Regions from separate parts of the Drosophila melanogaster genome. Here region 1 is linked to region 2. Evidence: chromatin contacts called from public Hi-C data. All regions are on one chromosome and are shown on one strand. The core of a region is the stretch at or near the end of the contact, and the rest is flanking DNA. Distances in the headings are between cores, read along the strand shown. Region 1 holds the start of Dronc (Death regulator Nedd2-like caspase). Region 2 holds the start of CalpB (Calpain-B).

The links. Hi-C and Micro-C count contacts between places; a contact is called where the count stands out from the background.
Region 1: a contact with region 2 is called in a Hi-C map of the Kc167 cell line, with 8 times the contacts expected there. A contact is called at or near these places in 22 of 107 Hi-C or Micro-C datasets (the Clone 8 cell line, the D17-c3 cell line, the Kc167 cell line and 11 more) and 5 of 7 datasets of targeted methods (the Kc167 cell line and the S2 cell line).

The regions. Positions count from the first base shown.
Region 1 is chr3L:9,966,742-9,970,446 of dm6, forward strand. It overlaps Dronc (Death regulator Nedd2-like caspase), which reads left to right and starts at 1,738. Exons shown (of 2, transcript NM_079293.4): 1 at 1,738-2,593; 2 at 3,103-3,705. The coding sequence starts at 2,147. bma (black match) reads left to right here. Exons shown (of 20, transcript NM_001382075.1): 20 at 1-557. CG6685 reads right to left here and starts at 1,576. Exons shown (of 4, transcript NM_001274742.1): 1 at 1,364-1,576; 2 at 1,093-1,300; 3 at 946-1,039; 4 at 1-880. The coding sequence starts at 1,553. The coding sequence ends at 731.
Region 2 is chr3L:9,887,458-9,891,467 of dm6, forward strand. CalpB (Calpain-B) reads left to right here and starts at 1,305. Exons shown (of 3, transcript NM_079292.5): 1 at 1,305-2,767; 2 at 2,834-3,108; 3 at 3,327-4,010. The coding sequence starts at 1,827. It overlaps Taf2 (TBP-associated factor 2), which reads right to left and starts at 1,226. Exons shown (of 6, transcript NM_168387.3): 1 at 1,063-1,226; 2 at 945-999; 3 at 1-882. The coding sequence starts at 1,112. It also overlaps asRNA:CR45875.

The DNA of each region.
Region 1 (3,705 bases), core at 488-2,987, 80 kb after region 2:
GTACATTATTGAATTGCATTTGATTGTGTGAAGATCGTTTTAGTGCTAGTAACTGCGCCTAAAACAAAAGGGTATTATATTTGTATTCGAATTTGTATGTAATTCTGATCGTATGTACGTTATGTTATCGTAAGTGTACCATCCTAGATCCTCTAATGAATTGAATTGAAATGAAGCCAACTCTGTCTCTTGTGATTCTATTGTGATGCTATGGGAGTCAAGCAGCACTCAACTGTTTTTATGCCTCTTAAAGTTTAAAACAAAGCTAATCGTAGCAAAACCTAAAACTAAACTACCTATCTCTACACTAGTCTATGCAATGCTAATTGGCAGCCCCAACAATTGAAAACAATCATGCACAATAAATGTTATGCAATTGAGAGAATCCAAAGGCCAAAGACCCACAACTTTTTCTTACACTACTCGAAGTAATTGTGTACAACTAAAGGAATTCTAGATTTTAAATGTGCTAAAACTGTTTATAGTCAAGTACTTAATTAAGAGTGTAATTATCAAATATTAATACGTACAAAGGTTGGGGCATTTGGCATAGTAATACTAATAATGTATAAACGTGGGATCCGATGATTTGATTGATGATAATGGAGCGGTGCAAATGCGTGTGACAATGTACGTATGTAACAAACAATTGAATTTAAATGTTTAATAAATGTGTGGAAATGAATAAATGCTCTGTGTGCTAAATTCCTCAATTACTCAATAACAGCCTCTACGTTAGCTTCTCGTCCAGGAATAGTGGATCCAAACTGCACTTTTGCCGCTGTTCCATGTAATCCAAAAACTGGTGGTCAAATAAACGCTGCCCCATGCTGCGTGCCACATCGTCGGATTCGTCGGTGTTTGCCTTCTCTATGAGCAGCTGTTGGCATTAGGATTTCCTTTTTTTTTAACTATTTTGGAAAGTTGATGCAGCCTTCTGCTCACCTCAATTTCCTTGGACAAAAATTCTTTGGTCGCATCGCTCATCTTCTTTTGCGGCTGGCCCATCAAAGCGTTTTCCAGAAACTTGTAGGCCTCACTGAAAGTACCACAATGCTAAATACAAATGTAGTTTATCAAAACCATTCCTACTTCAAGTCAATGCCGTTCAGTTCCGTTGGCGATGGCTTTGTCTCATTTTGGATTATGGAGTTCACAACGACGGCTGCTTCGAATTCGCAGAGTTCAGCGAGTTGCGAACTTTTCATGAGCTCCAGCCACTGGTTAATGTTGTTTAAGCTAACGGAGTCGCAGTTTTTCACCATTTCCTCGCCCTTGCCAATCATGTCGGCCACATACTCTAGAAAAGGGATTGGGGGACAATGTACTTTTATTGCATTATGCATGTTTTAAGAAAACTCACGGAGAATGCCATTCGAATTATTTTGATTTTGCTGCTTGGCTGCTTCGAGCAGGATTTGCTGTGAGTAGCCCAGTCTGTTTAGTTGCCTTTGCAGCTTAACTTTCACCTCTCTCGGAATCCTTGCAGGCTTTTCTGCGCCTTTTTGCGCGGAGTTTTTCGGTTCCGGCGTAAATTGTTGCTCCTCCTCCATTTCTTTTGTTTATGTTTACGGTTTGTTAGGCTGACCCCATATGGTATTTGGTATTTAGTATTAAATTGAATCATTTGATGCGGCAATGAAGGAATGGTGGAATAAGTGGAACATGGAGACGGTTCATGTCATGGATTTATCCCGGACGCGTTCTCTGGTTAAAATGGCGCACCCACAAGCAGCCACACCAATCCCAAAGTTTCATTTATTAGTTTAGTGGCGAGTTTGGCGGCGCGAAACGCTCGTTGGTCCTTTTGTTTCGAAAGAAATCCTATTCGAAGATCCCCGATCCTTGCTAGGATCATCTAGTGCAATATATAGACTAGTTAATTTACTTTTGGAAAAATAAGGACACCAGCAGGGCCGCCGATTTGTGCCCCTTTCTTGAAAGTCGCAAAACAAAAACAACGACGACAACAACAAAGCGGAGACAAAGAATCGACAAGTAGCGATAAACGAAATCATTCCCGGGAAAACCTTGGAGACGGGTGATTCACTGCCAATACCACTGCCAATTGGAGACTGATCACGGCAGCCATCCTTGGCGCGCCCAATAAGCGGAGTCACCGGAACGCGTGGAAGCCATATCCGGAATGCAGCCGCCGGAGCTCGAGATTGGAATGCCGAAGAGGCATCGCGAGCATATACGCAAGAATCTGAATATACTGGTTGAATGGACGAACTACGAGCGTCTGGCCATGGAGTGCGTGCAACAGGGCATCCTAACCGTTCAGATGCTAAGAAATACGCAGGATCTCAATGGCAAGCCATTCAACATGGACGAGAAGGATGTGCGTGTGGAGCAGCATCGTAGGCTCCTATTGAAGATCACCCAGCGTGGTCCCACCGCCTATAACCTGCTGATCAATGCACTGCGCAATATCAATTGTCTGGATGCGGCCGTTCTATTGGAATCCGTCGATGAGTCCGATTCAAGGCCACCCTTTATCTCGCTAAACGAACGGAGAACCAGCCGGAAGTCGGCCGATATTGTGGACACACCCTCACCCGAAGCCTCCGAAGGACCCTGCGTTAGCAAGGTAATGAAAATAAAATCATACGAAAGCTTTGATGGTGAAATTGCAGCTCAGGTCATTGACCCTGATTTCTACAAAAAACCGGTTTATGGCACAATTTATTTGCATTTTTTTTTTTAGGTTTGTTAATTGAGTTATTCCTATTGGAATGAGATTAGAAAAGGTATCTTTAAGAATTGTAAATGGACTCAATGATGAATACTACTTTGGTACATGTGCACAGTATTATTTGCTTCTCTTTCAGAAGTTAGTTCGTGTATGAGATTCTTGTTTTCCATTTTTTTTGGAAGCATGAATCACATCCATTCTACTTACCTATCCCAATTATTCTTTTAGTAGGATTTGTTTTTAACCAGAATCTTATCGCAATATTGCTGGCAGCTGTGTTTATATAGCACGAATGTTGATTACTTCTTTGTCTGCCACATTAACCGTGCAATGAAAATATAATATATATATTGAAAATCTTATCTTTATTGTAATTTGTTCTTTCTTTCTCTCTCCTACCAAAGCTCCGGAATGAGCCGCTGGGAGCACTCACCCCTTATGTGGGTGTCGTTGACGGTCCCGAGGTAAAAAAATCGAAAAAGATACATGGTGGGGATAGTGCCATATTGGGCACATATAAGATGCAATCACGTTTCAACCGAGGCGTTTTGCTAATGGTTAACATAATGGACTATCCGGATCAAAACCGTCGACGGATCGGAGCCGAAAAGGACAGCAAGTCGTTGATACACTTGTTTCAAGAACTGAATTTTACGATTTTCCCCTATGGGAACGTGAATCAGGATCAGTTCTTTAAACTTCTGACAATGGTGACCTCCTCGTCGTATGTGCAGAATACCGAGTGTTTCGTAATGGTACTGATGACACACGGCAACAGTGTGGAGGGAAAAGAGAAGGTGGAGTTTTGCGATGGATCTGTGGTCGATATGCAGAAGATCAAGGACCATTTCCAGACGGCCAAATGTCCTTATTTGGTGAACAAGCCGAAGGTGCTTATGTTTCCCTTTTGCCGCGGCGATGAATATGATTTGGGCCATCCAAAGAATCAAGGCAATCTCATGGAGCCAGTGTATACGGCGCAAGAGGAGAAGTGGCCTGACACCCAG
Region 2 (4,010 bases), core at 55-2,554:
ATCGATGATAGCTATGGAGTGCAGCAGATTCACCGAAGCAATGCTCATAGTGGCATAGGCACTTATGTCCGTGTCCAATTCGTCTACAAACACTTGTTTGTAGCAACTGAATGGGTAGCGCGTAGATAAGGTCTCCTCGTAAAATTCAAATGCCTCGTGCAAATAGCGAACCGTATTTTTTAACAGCGGCAACAATCCGGGCAGACAAAAGTGGGTCACTTCATGCATGTGCGGATCCACGTAGATCTCAAACTGACCCACAGCCAGCGCAATATTTGGTGCACATACTGGTGTGCTAACCGAATAGTGGAAGGTTTTCTTTCGCAGATCTGGGGTCATAATGACTTCTAGAAGTTCTCCACACGAAACGGCGGTCATATTTTTGTCGACAGTGAACTCCAGCCGCCAGGTGCAGGGATCGGCGAAACTGTCCACGCAGGGAAACCACAATCTCGACGAGTTTTCATAGCAATTGGTGAACATATGCGAGCTGTTCATCTGTGTCTCCTCGTCCGTTGAAGCGGGTGGTATGACAAAATGTACGCCGCATTTGGGATTCTCCAACGAGAACTCGATGCGGATGCGCAGACCCTGACCCTCCTGGATCATAGAGTAGCCCTCGGGCGGAACCTGGATGAGCAGTTCGCCGTTGTTCACATCGGGATCGGTGTACTGGGCGGCGGTCAGATGATGCTTGGAGTAGACCTCCAGCGCGCGGCTCTTGTGCTCCTTGTAGCAGATGTTCTGGAAGGGATCGAAGTACGTGAAATCCGCCTGGCAGACATCGTTCAAAACGACGCTGTAGATTCTCAGCTGCTTGGCATTCAGGCGTATCAGGCGCAGATTCTCGCTGTTCGGCACAATGGTCAGCTCGACCACGCCCTAAAGGGAGGAGGTGTGTTATGTTTTGTACATATTTAAGTGTATCTAAGTTATATCCTTACGATTATGCTCCTCCGCTCGAAACTGATGCCCGTGAGGCTCACAACCTGATGCGCCGTGCTATTCAAAAGGGAGAACTCATTATTTTTGGATTCCTAACAGAGCAGGGTGAATACTTATAATTTAAACGGTCGCAGCGGCACCTCGGGCACCTCAGGTTGCGTTTCCATCGCTCAAATGCCGGTTCTGCGCCAGAATTTATTAACTAATTTGCGTTTGTTATAAAAAAAAACACAGCACTGTTTAACTTCTTCTTCTTCTATTGAAAATGCCGACAGGGCTAAAAAAATACCAAATTCATTCGGATAAAGATGGCAACTCTGCGCGACAATGTAGCCCTGCTCGCCTTTTTTTAACCCTCGAAACGTGTTGGGTCTTCAATATTGACACTAATTTAATAGTTTACGTTCGTAAACAATATAGACTACATAACTACTTCTCTAATACCATAAAAATACATTTTTTAGAAAACTAAAATTTATTAAAAGCTATATTTGTTTTTATTGAAACTGTTTAATAAAACAAAATTAATATTTCTATAATATATTTTCTGAGTTAATAAATGAATTAGAATGTTATAAATATTTCATTCTGCATTTTCAAAGCTTTTTTGATTGCACATGCATATTCAAAGAAAATTTATACAGAACGCGCAAGGGTTAAAGATTATGAATCATTTACCGAGAAAGTTAAATTTGGATACTTCTCCCATTTAAAGCGTACGATTCTCAGCGAGTCAGCAGTTTTACCACGGCAGCGAGTTAATAAACATCTGGATATCATCCAGTTCCGTAGTTTTAGCCGATTTGCAACGCCATTAGTAGTTAGATTTAGGGAAAAACCAGTGCGTGGACGAGGAAAACCACAGCGAAAAACCAGTAAAAATGTACGGCATTGATAATTACCCCAAGAATTATCATGCCAGTGGCATTGGCCTTGTCAATTTGGCGGCCTTGGGCTACAGCAAGAATGAAGTCAGCGGCGGGAACGAAGGAGGAGGAGCTCCCAAACCCAAAGCGGGTCTCTACCCCTCGTTGCCCTATCCATCATCCGAATCCGTGGGCGGAATGCCATATGTGGTAAAGCAGACGAGTCATGCCCAGAATGCTTCGTATGCGGGACCCACCATGGGCATGGGAATGCCCGTGCCAGAAGCCCCCTCAGCGCCGGCTCCATACCCCAGTGCCACGCCATACCCTGGATCAGGACTTTATCCTAGTCTGCCATCAGCCAACGTATCATCGCTGCCGTACCCCACTGCGCCTATGGCGCCCTATCCAACCGGAATGCCCTATCCAACTGGCATGCCGCAGCCCAATCTACCCTATCCGGCGGCTCCGCTCGCACCATATCCATCTGCCATGCCCGGTTTGCCCGGTATGCCAATGCCGTACGCTCCCATGCCAACGAGTCCGGCTCCCCAGCACAATATCGGATTCCCAGCACTACCATATCCCACGGCACCGCCACCGGAAAGTGCTCCAACCCAGGAGGAGGAACCTTCCGTCGGCGTGGCCGAGCTAAGCTTCACCAGCGTGAAGGTGCCCGAGAACCAGAACATGTTTTGGATGGGTCGCAAGGCCACTAGTGCCCGGCAGAACAGCGTAAGCAAAGGCGATTTCCAATCGCTGCGCGACAGTTGCCTGGCTAATGGAACCATGTTCGAGGATCCCGATTTTCCGGCCACCAACGCTTCGCTGATGTACTCACGACGACCGGATCGCTACTACGAGTGGCTGCGTCCCGGTGACATCGCCGATGATCCGCAGTTCTTCGTGGAAGGCTATTCACGATTCGATGTGCAACAAGGAGAACTTGGCGATTGGTAAGACCAAACGCATTAATAACACATAAGTGGACATAAATTCAAAAATTAAATATTCCTTCACAGCTGGCTACTGGCTGCAGCTGCCAATTTGACGCAGGACTCGACGCTCTTCTTTAGGGTAATCCCGCCGGATCAGGACTTCCAGGAGAACTACGCTGGCATCTTTCACTTCAAGTTTTGGCAGTATGGCAAGTGGGTGGAAGTGGTCATTGATGACCGTCTGCCCACCTATAATGGCGAGCTAATCTACATGCACTCCACGGAGAAGAACGAGTTTTGGAGTGCCTTGCTGGAGAAGGCTTATGCAAAGCTGCATGGATCTTATGAAGCACTCAAGGGTAGGAAATGGAATATTATCAGTATTTGTAGAAGCGTAGAAAATTTGTGGCATACCAAAATTTATTTTAGTTTCTAAAAATACACTATGCTTATCATATGTTCTTAAAAAAAAATAAACTAATGTGGCACTTATCGCGGTTAGGACTTTGTTGAATAGATCTGAAATTTAAATACTTTCATTCTAATAATTTTTTTGTAACCATCTCTTCACGATTAGGCGGCACCACGTGCGAGGCCATGGAGGACTTTACTGGCGGCGTCACCGAGTGGTACGACATCAAGGAGGCGCCCCCAAATCTATTCAGCATCATGATGAAGGCCGCCGAGCGTGGCTCGATGATGGGCTGCTCTTTGGAGCCGGATCCACATGTTCTGGAAGCGGAGACGCCACAAGGTTTGATTCGCGGTCATGCATACTCCATTACCAAGGTGTGCCTCATGGACATATCGACGCCCAATCGGCAGGGAAAATTGCCCATGATACGTATGCGTAATCCATGGGGCAACGATGCCGAATGGAGCGGTCCGTGGAGCGACAGCTCGCCTGAGTGGCGATTTATTCCGGAGCACACGAAGGAGGAGATTGGCCTGAATTTCGATAGGGACGGCGAGTTCTGGATGTCCTTCCAGGACTTCCTCAATCATTTTGATCGCGTGGAGATATGTAATTTGTCGCCCGACTCGCTGACTGAGGATCAGCAGCACAGCTCTCGCCGCAAGTGGGAAATGTCCATGTTCGAGGGTGAGTGGACATCGGGAGTAACAGCCGGCGGTTGCAGAAACTTCCTGGAAACCTTCTGGCACAATCCGCAGTACATCATTTCGCTGGAGGATCCCGACGACGAGGATGACGATGGCAAATGCACGGCTATTGTGGCCCTTATGCAGAAGAATCGACGTA